2 separate regions of the Mus musculus genome follow, and region 2 is linked to region 1. The links are chromatin contacts, called in public HiChIP or PLAC-seq maps. All regions are on one chromosome and are shown on one strand. The core of a region is the stretch at or near the end of the contact, and the rest is flanking DNA. Distances in the headings are between cores, read along the strand shown.

The links. HiChIP or PLAC-seq counts read pairs in DNA pulled down with a chosen protein or histone mark.
Region 2: a contact with region 1 is called in an H3K4me3 HiChIP or PLAC-seq map of bone marrow-derived macrophages, with 8 times the contacts expected there. The contact joins two enhancer-like sites. A contact is called at or near these places in 1 of 484 Hi-C or Micro-C datasets (large pre-B cells) and 2 of 115 datasets of contacts at active chromatin or transcription factors (bone marrow-derived macrophages and stem cell-derived neural progenitor cells).

What each region holds. Positions count from the first base shown.
Region 1 is chr14:66,189,239-66,195,846 of GRCm38.p6, reverse strand. Ptk2b (PTK2 protein tyrosine kinase 2 beta) reads left to right here. Exons shown (of 31, transcript NM_001162366.2): 3 at 5,613-5,791; 4 at 6,186-6,273. Among named protein-coding and RNA genes, the nearest start is that of Gm52098, 14 kb to the right of the region's middle. Within about 2 kb of position 5,261, at least 110 of the 459 cell types and tissues checked have an H3K27ac peak or open chromatin away from gene starts, as enhancers often do. A contact at or near this core is called in bone marrow-derived macrophages, where this site is marked.
Region 2 is chr14:66,843,450-66,849,355 of GRCm38.p6, reverse strand. All of the region lies in intron 3 of Dpysl2 (dihydropyrimidinase-like 2), which reads left to right. Among named protein-coding and RNA genes, the nearest start is that of Gm5464, 22 kb to the left of the region's middle. Within about 2 kb of position 4,610, at least 103 of the 459 cell types and tissues checked have an H3K27ac peak or open chromatin away from gene starts, as enhancers often do. A contact at or near this core is called in bone marrow-derived macrophages, where this site is marked.

The DNA of each region.
Region 1 (6,608 bases), core at 4,012-6,511:
CCCATCACTCTTCACAGTGTGCACATGGCAGATGGGGGCTGATGCTTTGAATACAGAACCACTGTAGCTTGATAGGGCAAGGGTAGACAATCACAGGGGACACTGTGGCCCAGGAAGCTTGTCATCCTGTTAGAAGACCTTTCTTGTCAGAACTAGATTCACAGCCTAATTTTTTTTAATATATATCTTATATTTTGAGGTAATTATATCATTTTCCCCTTCCTTTTCCTCCTCCCATGAACCCCACTTTGCTCTCTTTCAAATTCATGGCCTCTTTTTCTTTAATTGTTGTTGTTTTGTGTGTGTGTTCTTAAATATATACATACGACCTGCTCAGTCTGTATAATGTTATTCGTGCGTATGGTTTCAGGGCTGACCATTTTGTATTGGATAACCGATGGTGTTCTCTTCCCTGGGGAAGACTGTTCCGCTGTTCTCAGCACTCCTTAGTTGCCTGAAGTTTGTCTTGTCTTGTCTTGTCTTGTCTTGTCTTGTCTTGTCTTGTCTTGTCTTGGGTTGTGGCCTCTTGAGATTCTCCCCCCTTTAATTTTATCATATCCATGGGTGTCAGCTTTGTTCATGTCCTGTTTGTGCAACCATGTTGATGAGACTTCATGAGTGTAACTTCTGACATTTCCAGGAGGCAAAACGTCACAATAAACTCCCCGTTCCTCTGGCTCTTCCTTTGCCCCTTCCTCCATAGAGATGCCTGCGCCTTAGGTGCAGGACTTGTGTTGTGAACGTATCCATTGGGACTGGGCTCCACCTTCTTCATTTTGATTAGCTGAAGTTTTCTGTAATGGTTTCCATTTGTTGCAAAGAGGAGTTTCCTTGAGGAGGGGTGAGGACTCTGCTTCTGTGTGGGTATAGGGTTACATACTTAGAATGCAGTTGAGGGGTTATGCTGGTTTAGTGATGAGTGGATTATAGATTCTCCTCTAAACTCCATGGCTTTACTAACTCCAGAGAGCTGACTAGGTTTCTAGTATCGGGCATGATTTCCCTCTTACTGGGATGACCGTTAGGTCCAGTGAGAAAGCTATTGTTTACCAACAGGGTTTGTGTGCACCCTTAGGGAGGCCTGCTTCGAAAGCTTGCATGATGCCTTCTGGCACCGTAACAGGGAGACAGCTTTCAGTTCAGATCCTGCTCTGTGCTCTCGTCCCTATTTCTGAAGTGCATGGTCACACATTAGTTTGCATGATACGGTGTTGATACTCTTTCTGTGTGGTTATGAGCCTCACATTCATTTCTCCCAGCCATGTCTGAAGGGTGGACATAGCTTGCCTCCCTCCAAGTTCTGACACAATGTATTTCCCTCAGCTGTACCGTTAACAGACTTCACAGGTTAAGGGCCCAGTTCATCAGACACCCTTTCCCTCAGATCCTGAGTCACCCACACTTTTACTATGAATTAGTAGTTCCCACTTCCTCCTCAGGCTCAATGAATTACTAGAACAAGTCCAAGAACTGGGAAAGTACACGACTTGATGCTGTAGTTTTATCCTAGTGGATACAAATTGGTACCTAAGAAGCATACAGGACTTCTGGGAGACTCCTAGACAGGAAACTTCTGTATCAAGATCCATCACCTGCTAGGCAAAGCAATGCACATCACCAAGACTCAGGTGAACATCCTGATTCAGATATATTAGAGCTTTCAAAAGGAAATAAGGCATGGTTGATGATGAGTGAACTCTTTGGCTGCATGGACCAACTTGATTTCTACCACCCCGCAGCCCCAAGCTTGGGCTGACTCTCAGGCTCTAAGTTGCAGCTCTCCAAGAACATAGCTAGCTGGTCTTTACAAACTGAAAACCAATATGTGATTGACCAGTGCCCCCCGCTTCCCCCATGCTTCTGAAACTGTGGGTCCCCCATATGTTAAAACCGAACAAGAATAACAAAGCTAGTTCTACCTCCTGGAAAATCCCAAGATTTGGAACCAAGGACAAAGACCAGCCAAGTCCTCTATAATCCAACCTCAGTAAATCAGTCCGGTCACGTGGGTGGAAGGTAACAGTGCCGTTCAGTGAGGCTGTCTGTCTCCAGCACCATCCACATTCATCCTCAGGAAAGAAATGTATGGCTTGAGCTATGCCTGCCTTACCTCGTGGAAGCGCTTCAGGATGATGGAGTGAAGTAGTCAGGGATGCCCATCATACTCCAGCCATTGGTTTCTGGTCCAAATCGATGTTACAGACTCACCTAGTGCTATCTGTCTTCCTCTCAGCCCTGGAATCATCTATTTCTACAAGGGCCTTGGACCCTTTTCCGGAAGTATGGCGCTTGGAAACTAAAACTCAGGCTTGGCTTGGAAGCCACTCTGACATGGCATTGCTCGTTAAGCCCGTTAGTAGAATCAACTCAAAACTCAAGCCCTCTCCCCTTCAGTGTCAGTCACACGAACCACAACTTCAAAACAATCCCTTGTTGCATGGTCTGCTCTAGCTCTCTCCTCTCCGTGGATTGAATACTTTCCCGAACTGTTAGAAGGGGTCCATTCTTTTCAATACAGGTCTCCCTTTGCTAAGCTCCCCTGTAGGGAACTAATTTCACCCTCATTCAGTTCTTTGTGTCCCTGGGCTGGCTGCTAATGCCAGCTCCTTGGCCTTACCGTTCTGACCCTTGGCCCATCAGCACTTACAAGAAAAGGAAAGAGATAAGGGTGTGTGAGGGGTGGGGAGGGGCAGGTATAAAAAAAGATACAAGAACAAAACAAAATTGTGTTTTTTATAATACAGTTTAAATGGGATCCTGTAAGAGACTGCTGTGTTAAGGTATGCTCATTAAAAGAAAAAGAGTATTAACCTGGAGCCAAGCAACATCCCAAAGAGTTAACTAACGTAATTTTCACAAAAATCACTTCGCTCAGAAGCTATTGCGTCCTCATTTATTAGGAAAAGCCTAGATCTGAAGCTTTTAGGAAAAGCTTTTGGAAAAGCTGGACCTGGATCTGAAGGCATGTATGCACAAATTATCAAAGAAGTAATTTAAAAATGAAGAAAAGAAATGGAGAGAACCAACTTCAATTCTGTCTTCAATAACCACTCTTAGTCCCCAGGCCACCTCTCCAGCCCTGGCAGGTTTTTACAAAGTCCATGACCCTTGACCCAGTAATTCTACTCCTTTGGATTAATTGCAAGCAAACACCAGTTTATTATTTATATAAGAAACACTTTTCATTAATTTTCAAATGTTCACGACAGTAAAAACAAAAACAAAAACAAAAAACAAAAAAAACATAAATGCCTTAGGTTTCTAGAATCAGAGGGCTAAATAAACATATTATGGTTTGTTGATACAGAAGACTATTATTCATCTCCAAAAAGGAGCAACAAAGCTGGGGTGTAGGTCAGTGGCAGAGCACTTGTCTACTATATACAAAGCCCTAGGTTCAATTCCCAGTGTAACAAAGCAAGCAAGCAAGCAACTTTGCCAGGGTGTCATGATACCTACTTGTAATCCTAGCCCTTGGGAGGCTGAGGCAGGAGGACTGTAAGGCCAAGAACATCCTGAGCTATATAATACCTAGTATTTCATGCATATGAAATTGTAGAATAGGAAAATTCATTAAAACAACGAGAGGGGAAAAGGAGTTAGTCACAAGGGTTGACCCGGACAAAGAATCATCTAAAGATGTGGAAAACATCTGTTTTAATCAGTAAGTAGGTCTCAAGAGGGTATTTATGTGTCAGTACTGAATTGCTAAAATTTATACATTTTTAACATGTTACACACACATACACACACACAACAGTGTGTGTGTGTGTGTGTGTGTGTGTGTGTGTGTGTGTGTGTGTGTGTGTACATACATAGATCACCTTAAAGGAAAGCTGAAGAATGGCAGCATCTCTTCGCTGAAGCAGGCTGGGAATGCAAAGAGGGCTCTTGTGCTCCTGAACTTATTTTTGCATAACTTAACTGAGATTTTCAGTTCTACCTCAGTCAGGGTTCCTAACTACTACAAAATGAAGTGCTCAGCTAATAGGTTTCAGTTTGGTAAGAGGTAGGCTCTACACTTCAGCACCAGAGGTGGGAACTGCAAGTAGGACTCAGTGGAGACATGAGAGATTCTGGGTAAAATATCAGGGTGACCAGGTGGGTAGAGATGAGCAGGAGGTCAGGAGCAGAAGTGGGTAGAGACAGTGGCAGACCTGCCTGCTTCATAAGGTAGGCCTTACATTCTCGTCCAGGCTTCTCTCTCTGGAGCCACTGTAGATCACTTCCTTCACCTTCAGCCTTCGTTCTGATTTCAGAGATGATATTAGATTGCTGGTCTGTACTCTGGTCCCCACATCCCCCACCCCACACCATGCATCTCACAGAGCGGTAGTGGGCTTCTCTGAGAGCCATTGTCTTTCTTTGTAGGAAAGAGAGTTGTATGGAAGTTCAAGAGAATTGAAAGGAGGCATCTGGAACAAGACGTTAATTGGACATTATTTTAAACCAGCATTACTTAAATATTAGTCTTGACATTTTCCTAGAAGAGAGAAAAAAGCAACATGCTTGCTTCTATTTCCAATTATGGAATTAATTGCATTTTGCTTGCTAACTTAGACAACTTCTTGGGAGGCATGTTTAAAAAAAATAAAAAAACATACAGTCTAAACAATAAAGCCTCCCTCCTCTTCCTGGCCAGCCTGCCGTCTCGGGTAGGCTGATGTAGGTTGGGTATCCATGCATTTCAGACTCCTAGTTCAGAAGGGTCAGTGTCAGTGAGGTTTTAAATCTGCATCCAGGGAACTCTGCTCTGCCAGGAGTGGACTCAGCTCACTCACTCTATGTGGACCCAAGGGAGAAATGTGATTACCAGCAGCTAAGTTGGGCTAGTCAGGGCTTTCTGGTGGGCTTCTGGGAAGCCTTGCAGTTGACATTCATATTAATCAGGCTGGCCTGTGTCTGGGCCAAGAAGTGGGGGCACTGGTCTGTGGGTGTGGGACCTGCTGAAACTGTGGGTAAAAGAAAAAGAAAACCCCAAGAGCAGAACACAGAGGCTAGTGCCTTCCTGTCAGCTCTCCTAAGATCATCTTTTCGTGGGTCTGTCCCTTAAGGTCAGCCTCATGCTTCCATCTTCTCCAGCTCTGCCATGCCCCAAGTCAGCTTGGCAAAGCAAAACATTGGTGTCCAGGGCTCACCATCCCAGCTTAGTCCTGGCATCAGCTTACTTACCAACAATAACGCAGTGGTAACACCTGCTTGCTTCCCTGAGTCACGTGGACTCTGTGCAGTCATGTGTGGAGAAGACCTGGCAGATCTTAGTCCTGTACTGCATCCTGCTGGCTAGACTGGAAACTATCCAGAAGGGGCTTTTCACAGGGCACATGCCCAGCTGGTATTAATTGTTTTTGAACTGTGCTCTCAGCCTCTGCATCTTGTCCTCGCTTCTGCTACCTCCTCCCACTTCCTCTATGTCTGTCTCATTCTGCCAAATTGTTCATTCACCGGGCAGAGCACACTGTGTCCCAGGGCCTGTGCTCACTGTCAGAGAATCAGAAATAAATAATAGCCAAGACAGACTGCCACACAGGATTAGGGGATGTTCATGGGGAGCCTGTGAGAGCCCAGCAGGGGTGCATCCCTGACCCTTAGCCCTCCTGTCTCCTCCCTAGGAGATCATCACCTCCATCCTCCTGAGTGGGCGAATAGGGCCCAACATCCAGCTGGCTGAATGCTATGGGCTGAGGCTGAAGCACATGAAGTCAGACGAGATCCACTGGCTGCACCCACAGATGACCGTGGGCGAAGTGCAGGACAAGTATGAATGTCTACACGTGGAAGCTGAGTGGAGGTAGGAATGTCATCCTCCCTTCAAGCATGCCCGAGGCTCGGAATCTTCTAGAAAACTGGAGTGGCTTTCTAGACTTAGTCCTCCCACCCGTCCGGATGAGAATAGTTTTGAGGTCTAACCTGGCTTCCATAGAGAATCCTCATTTCAGGACAGTATCTAGGTTACAGTTCCAGACCAGATGCTGTTGGTGCTATGGTAAGAGGGAGCAGAGGGCGGGAAGGAAGGAGAGCCCAGGCCAAGGGCGGGTCTTTGAGGTAAGGAAACTAGTATCTGTGCCAAAAGCCTCATGGATGGCCCTTGCATGCTGAGGGTAGAGGAGCTTTGGCCCTGTGAGTCTTACTGCTCTCTTGGGAATTCAGCTTCCCAGTGTCAACCAGAGTCTGTCTTGATACAGGTATGACCTTCAAATCCGCTACTTGCCGGAAGACTTCATGGAGAGCCTGAAAGAAGACAGGACCACATTGCTGTACTTTTATCAACAGGTGAAAAGCACCCCACTGTCTTCAGGGGAGATGGAAAGATAAAGGCCAGCCTTCTAGAAGGCTTCCCCTCCCCACCCCCAGGCTGTTTCTTATGCTCCTATCTCCCATCTGTGTGGCTGTGTACCTGTGAAGCAGGAAAAGCAGGTTGGTGCTCAGGCACCGAGGTGTGGTTTCCTGCCACTGACCATCCTGGTATTCCCAAGGACTTCATTTGCATGAGTTTGCTTTCTCCTCTTTAAGTTTAGAGCGGTAAAGAGAGTTGTCACAGGGACCAAGTGACGTCCATTCATGGCAGAGTACTGGCAAATTGGCCCGAGGAAGAACAAGTTGTAGTT
Region 2 (5,906 bases), core at 3,361-5,860, 650 kb before region 1:
CACACACACACACACACACACACACACACACACACACACACAGACACACACACACACACACGTAAAAATCTTAAAAAGAAATCTCAAAAGCTGCATGTGTGTGTCTGAAGGTCAGGTGGGAGATTAAAAACGATGGTAAGAGATGAGAATGCTCCAAAAGGTCATGATAAAGAGAGACAGGAGATCACAACTGGGTAGATACTAAAACAAACTACAAAATGGTCATAGTTAAAATAGTATATAGCACTGCCGGGCAGTGGTGGTGCACGCCTTTAATCCCAGCACTTGGGCGGCGGAGGCAGGCAGATTTCTGAGGCCAGTCTTTTCTACAGAGTGAGTTCGAGGACAGCCAGGGCTACACAGACAAACTCTGTCTCAAAAAACCAAAAAAAAAAAAAGTATAGCACTGTTACTGGATATATCAAGTCAACCACAATGAATGAAGTGACTGGTTAAGGAACATGTAACTTCCTCTCTAGGAAAAGGTAGTGTGTAGTCATTACAAACTTCTGTGGAAAACTGCTACTCTGCTGGATGTCTTCACAGTGTATCTGTGGGAGACAGTCTGGTCTGTGTGGCCAGTTGGGTGTTGCTTTCCCTTTTGGGTCATGGGCTTTGAACCCAAGGCCTTGCACCTGTTAAGCACATTTACCAGTTAAGTACAAACCCAAACTCTCTTTACCCTCAATTTTACTTTCCTAATTTAAATTTATTAAAAATTTAATTTTCAGAGGAAAAGTGGAAGGAGTTGGTTCGCTTTCTACCATGTGGCCCTGGGGACTGAATAGCCATTAGGCTTGGCAGCCAGTTTCTTTACCTGCTGAGACACCTTACCAGCCCTAATTAGGTCATTTTTATTTTATTTATTTGTTATTTGTTGCCTAGAATGGTCTTAAAACTCATAGGCTCAAGAGAGCTTCTGCCTCACTTTCTGAATTCTAGGACTATAGGCAAACACCATTGTGTCTAATGGATCCCCTTCCCCTTTATTTTAACGAGAGAACTTTCGTGATGAACAATTTATCTACTATACTATTTTAGCACTGTATTTAAATTATATTTATGTGTATGGATGGGGAACAAGAAAGATCTTTTCTTCTGCTGGTTGGATAAATTGCGTGTGTGGTTCCCCTCGTTTTTTTTTCAGTTTTCAGGTGCTTTTGCGTTTGAAGCTGTGCTTCAGGTCTGGGTTTCCCTGTTGTTCCTGAAAACCGGGAGAGCATATTGTGAGCCTGTATTATTGTGAGCGCATACTTTATTTATGTGTGATGGGGTGCTGATGGGTGTCCCCTGGAGGCTAAGCAGAGGCCCCTTATCAGGATCCAACAGTGTTCGTTATCAGACGCTGTCCAGATTGGCTCATCCCTATTCAGTCTTTCTAACCAACTGGGGACAAAACACGCCCATCGAACCGTCATCCCCAGTGGAAAAGGGAGACACTGGCCAGTGCAGTGGCTGTGTCAGGCTCCAGTGAGGCTGTGATATGGTTTGTGCTGGACTTTTGAATTCAGTCCAGGTTCCTAGGAAGAAAACACCCCGCCCCCTCCCCCACCCCTCCTTTTGGCTTTAAATTGAGCCCAGTCAACAGATGACCTCACCAAGTCTTCCTTCCCTGCTGGACTTCGTTTGGAGGGGATGTAAGAGGCATTGTGCAATGTTGGAACAAACAGGGGAGGCCAGCCTTTTTTGTTTTTGTTTCTTAGTTTAGCTCCAAGCCCAGAAAACCGATCTATTCCTGACTGTACAGGGAGCCAGCCGCACAGCAGCTTTTGTGTGAGGGTGGGATGTACTGATCGGCTCCTGTATGCTCTGTGGTTCGTATTTGAACTAAGTGCTCCTTTCTTTACGGTAACCATGCATTATCCGTAAACTATGTCCTCACATATAGGTGTGAGCACAGTACGGTTTGTTTCAATCCATATTTTCACAGCCGAGTCACTGTCATCAGGCTGTAGTGTTTCTGTGTGGACGTCTAGGGACACGTACACATGACCCTTCTCCTTGACTGGCACATTGTTCTTTCCTGTTATTGTCTGTGGCCTTTGGGTTTCTGGGAGTATCCTGACCCAGCTTTGCATAAGTAAATGTGTGTGTTACTGTTAGTCTCTGCTAAGGGGAAGTCTAAAACCTCAAGTCTATCCTTGGATTGTCTTCTGGACAAGGAACCTTTGCAATGGAAACTGAGGTAATCGCATTCTTTGTACATAGAAGCCTTATAGCATATGGCTGGCCTGCCTGCCTGCCTGCCTGCCTGCCTGCCTGCCTGCCTGCCTGCCTTCCTTCCTTCCTTCCTTCCTTCCTTCCTTCCTTCCTTCCTTCCTTCCTCCCTCCCTCCCTCCCTTCCTTTCCTCATTTTTTCCTTGCCTCCCTCCCTTCTTCCTTCCTTTCTTCCTCCTTTCTTTCTTCCTCACTTAACTCCCTCCCTCCTTCCTTTCTCCCCTCCTCTCCTTCCTTCCTTTCTTTCTTTCTTTCTTTCTTTCTTTCTTTCTTTCTTTCTTTCTTTCTTTCTCTCTCTTTCTTTCTTTCCTTCTTTCTCTCTCTTTATCTCCGTCCCTTCCCTCCCTCCCTCTCTCTTTCTTCTTTCTTAATTTCTTGCTCTCTCTCTCTCTCCCCCTTTCTTTCCTTCCTTCTTCTTTCTCCTATGATGTTCTATCCTGCCCCATAATCTCTTATTTCTGGCCAGCCAGCACCCACTCTGTGGTTCTGTAGCCCAGGGCAACTGAAAACTGAGACAAACAGAGGAAGTGTCATGAATGACATATTTCTCCAGCCACCTCATCTGGCCAGCCCAGGCATTGGCTGGCCCACCCCGTGTCACCATGCTCAGTGTTGTTGGTGCTCACAGCTCAATCTGGTCAGGGAGGGTGGACCTAGCCTCATGAGGAAAATCTTTAGGCTGTCCTCGGTCCACAGACTTATCACATCTCTTGATTCTTTCTGTAATTTGCTCATTGTCTAGAATTTATTTCTGGCAGACTGTGGTGAAAATTGGGAAGTGTCTTCTATTTCCCTTAAGCTGCCCAAAGGCCTCTATGTTGCTCAAACACGGGCCTTACGTGCATGCATGAACTTCCATATACATGCATATACATTCACTCATGGGCATGGGCACGTGAGAGCACACACACACACACACACACACACACACACACACACACACACCCCTACACCCCTGTGGGCACATATACACATGGGAAAGGGAAAGACCCAGGCATCCAGCCAGCCCAGGCTTCCTGTGTCCCTAGGGGGTTTGAAGTAAGCTTTGCTCCAACACTGTCAGCCTGCTGTGCAAGGGGCTGATGGGGAGATCTCTAGGAAGCTCTGGGATCAAGTTGCTTTGGTTTTTATTGGGATGACAGAGAGCCCTGCTAATGAGGCCAGTTTGTTATCTGCCCTGATTGGCAGCTTTCCCCACATCTGAGTCCTCTTAACATTGGGAAGTGAGTTTACCTGATCCTAACACTTTCCATATAGGGGTGCTTTTTGTTTTGTTTTGTTTTGTTTTGTTTTGTTTTGTTTTGTTTTGTTTTGTTTTGTTTTGTATCCTGGCGTCCCTGAGTGAGTAGGTATGTGTGGTGGCGGGCAGTGCAGGGAATTTCCGCAGGAAGTGAGAAGCCTCCTTTCCTGACAGCCCTCAGAGGATCTCTCCGACTTAGCCACTTGCCCCATAAATAGGACAGCCTCGTCTAGTTCCTTGGGTTTTTGTCTGTTTCTGCAGAAGCCTGTTCCTCTGAGGGCATGATTCAGAGTTCCAAGTCTTTCTTGTGGTGCTGTGGCCTTGGCCTTCCCTCCGCACAGCCTTTATCCAGTTCCTCCTCACACCCTGTTCTTCCTCTGAAACTCCCTGCTTGAGGCCACCCTCATTCCCATCCCTTCCCCTGCTGATGGGGTGCGTGGCTGGTCTCCCCAACAGGAGCTTTACGCTTTAGAGACCACAGCACTGGCTGGGAATCACATGAAACAGCTTCCTGTTCTCCCGTGTTACCTGCTATTTCACAACAGCCCTGCGTGCAGTGATTAGAATAATGTCTATTTTACAGATAAGAAGACTGAGGTCCAGAGCGGGTCAAGGACCTTGAGGTTCTACAACCAGTGAGAGAAGTGGTACTGGGCTGCAAACCCAGGCAATGTGGTTTGAGTTTCCCACATAGATGCTCTTGCTGTGCCTCTTTTGCAGATGGGGAAGTTGAGGCACTGAGGAGTTAAATAACTTGCTCAGCTTTCTGGACCTCATCAAGGGTCGTGCTAGGATTCAAGGCCAGACCTGTGACTTGTCATGTCCCTGTTTCCTGCAAGCTCAGAGTGCACAGTTATAGCACTGGTCCCCAGACATTTGAATGAGCAACTATTTCCTTCCATCTTTTCAGATGAGTGAGCCCCCGTGGTCTGAGGATGTGAGAGCTGGTGAGTTTGAGGGCTTTCGGTGTCTCTGAGAGCAGGTTGCTGGCAGGGCTGGGCAGTCACTTCTCCAAAGCTAGAGGAATTCCAGGCTTGACACACCCTTTGGAGTCAGAGTGTGTTTCTCCCTCTGGTGAGGGGATGTGAACTGCTGTCAATGTGGCTTTTGTTCAGAGTCTGATCCAGAGTGCTTGTCAAATGACAGGAAACAGGAACCTCACCCCTCCCTCAGCCAGTGACTTCAACTTTTCTTAGAGAAACCCTACACAGCCCGGAGCCTGCAGCATGGCAAGTGAACGGGTTTGGCTAGAGTATTTTGGTCACCCTTGGCTCTCCTTGCTTTCTCCCGCAGGCCACGGTTGTGTCCTCCTGCTGCAGGCATGGTATTTTCTATGAATTGTCCTTGCTGTGACATGGACATAGAGTAGAGAGGGGACACAGCTTCTCTCAGTGCTGGGACTAAGTGCCTGAGCTGCCCTACCCTGTGGACTCCTTTGTGCACGCCTAATGTTAGCTGGGAAATTGCCCTGGAGGCAGGCCCACAGCTGAAGGAGGGCTGAGCGAGAGTTAGAATTAAGATGGCAAAAGTGGCCACTGATCCAGGCTTCATGGGATAGGGAGTGTGTCTGTACAAGACCCTCCATGGGTCCCTCTGTCCTCCTAGATGGGTCTTGGAAAGTGGCCAGTTTTCTAGGACAATGGCAGCGGTGAAGGGTGAAGGGGGTGTTGTGTTTGCCTCTTTAAGTAGCAAACATGTTAACTGAACACCAGAATTATCTGGAGTTTCTATGAGTTGCTGGTGGCAGAGTGAAGCCATTTTGATCATCTGGACTGAGAGCTTCAGTCTATCTGTTTATGCCATGCCAACTTCAGCATCCTCTCCAGGAAGGACCTCGAAGTAGTGGACCAGTTAGGAACATGAGTGTGTTCCTAAGAACATTATGCATCATTGGAGGGATGTGGGAACAGCTGCAAGCTGTTTCTCAGGGACAAGGTGAAACTGATGGACATCCCCAAGGGCGTCTTTCAAAGGAAGATGGAACAAGAAGATAGTAGCCCAACCTGCTCTTAAGATAAAGTGAAGCTCCACACAGGTAACAAGGGCATGGCCTGTTTTGACCCCCTCATTATATATATGTATCTGCATGACAGATTATGACAAATAGTTATTAATAAATAAGGTGGTAGGATTATGGGTAACCTTTTCTTCTATTATAGTGAAAAAGAAAAAAAAAGAGATTTAGGGTTCAGACCTGAGTTAAACTCCAAAGCTGCTCCATCTGGTTATTTATCTTTAAAAAGAAATATATATATATACATATATATATACATATATATGTATAATTATTTATATATATAAAATCACACACATATATTTATTTAGTGTTTGGAGGTGTATGCATGCACGGTGAGGGAGTGCCACAGTGTGGAGGTCGGAGGATAACCTTCAGGAGCCTCTTTTTTTTCTCTCTTTCTACCATGTGCTTCAGGTCATTAGGCTTGGTGGG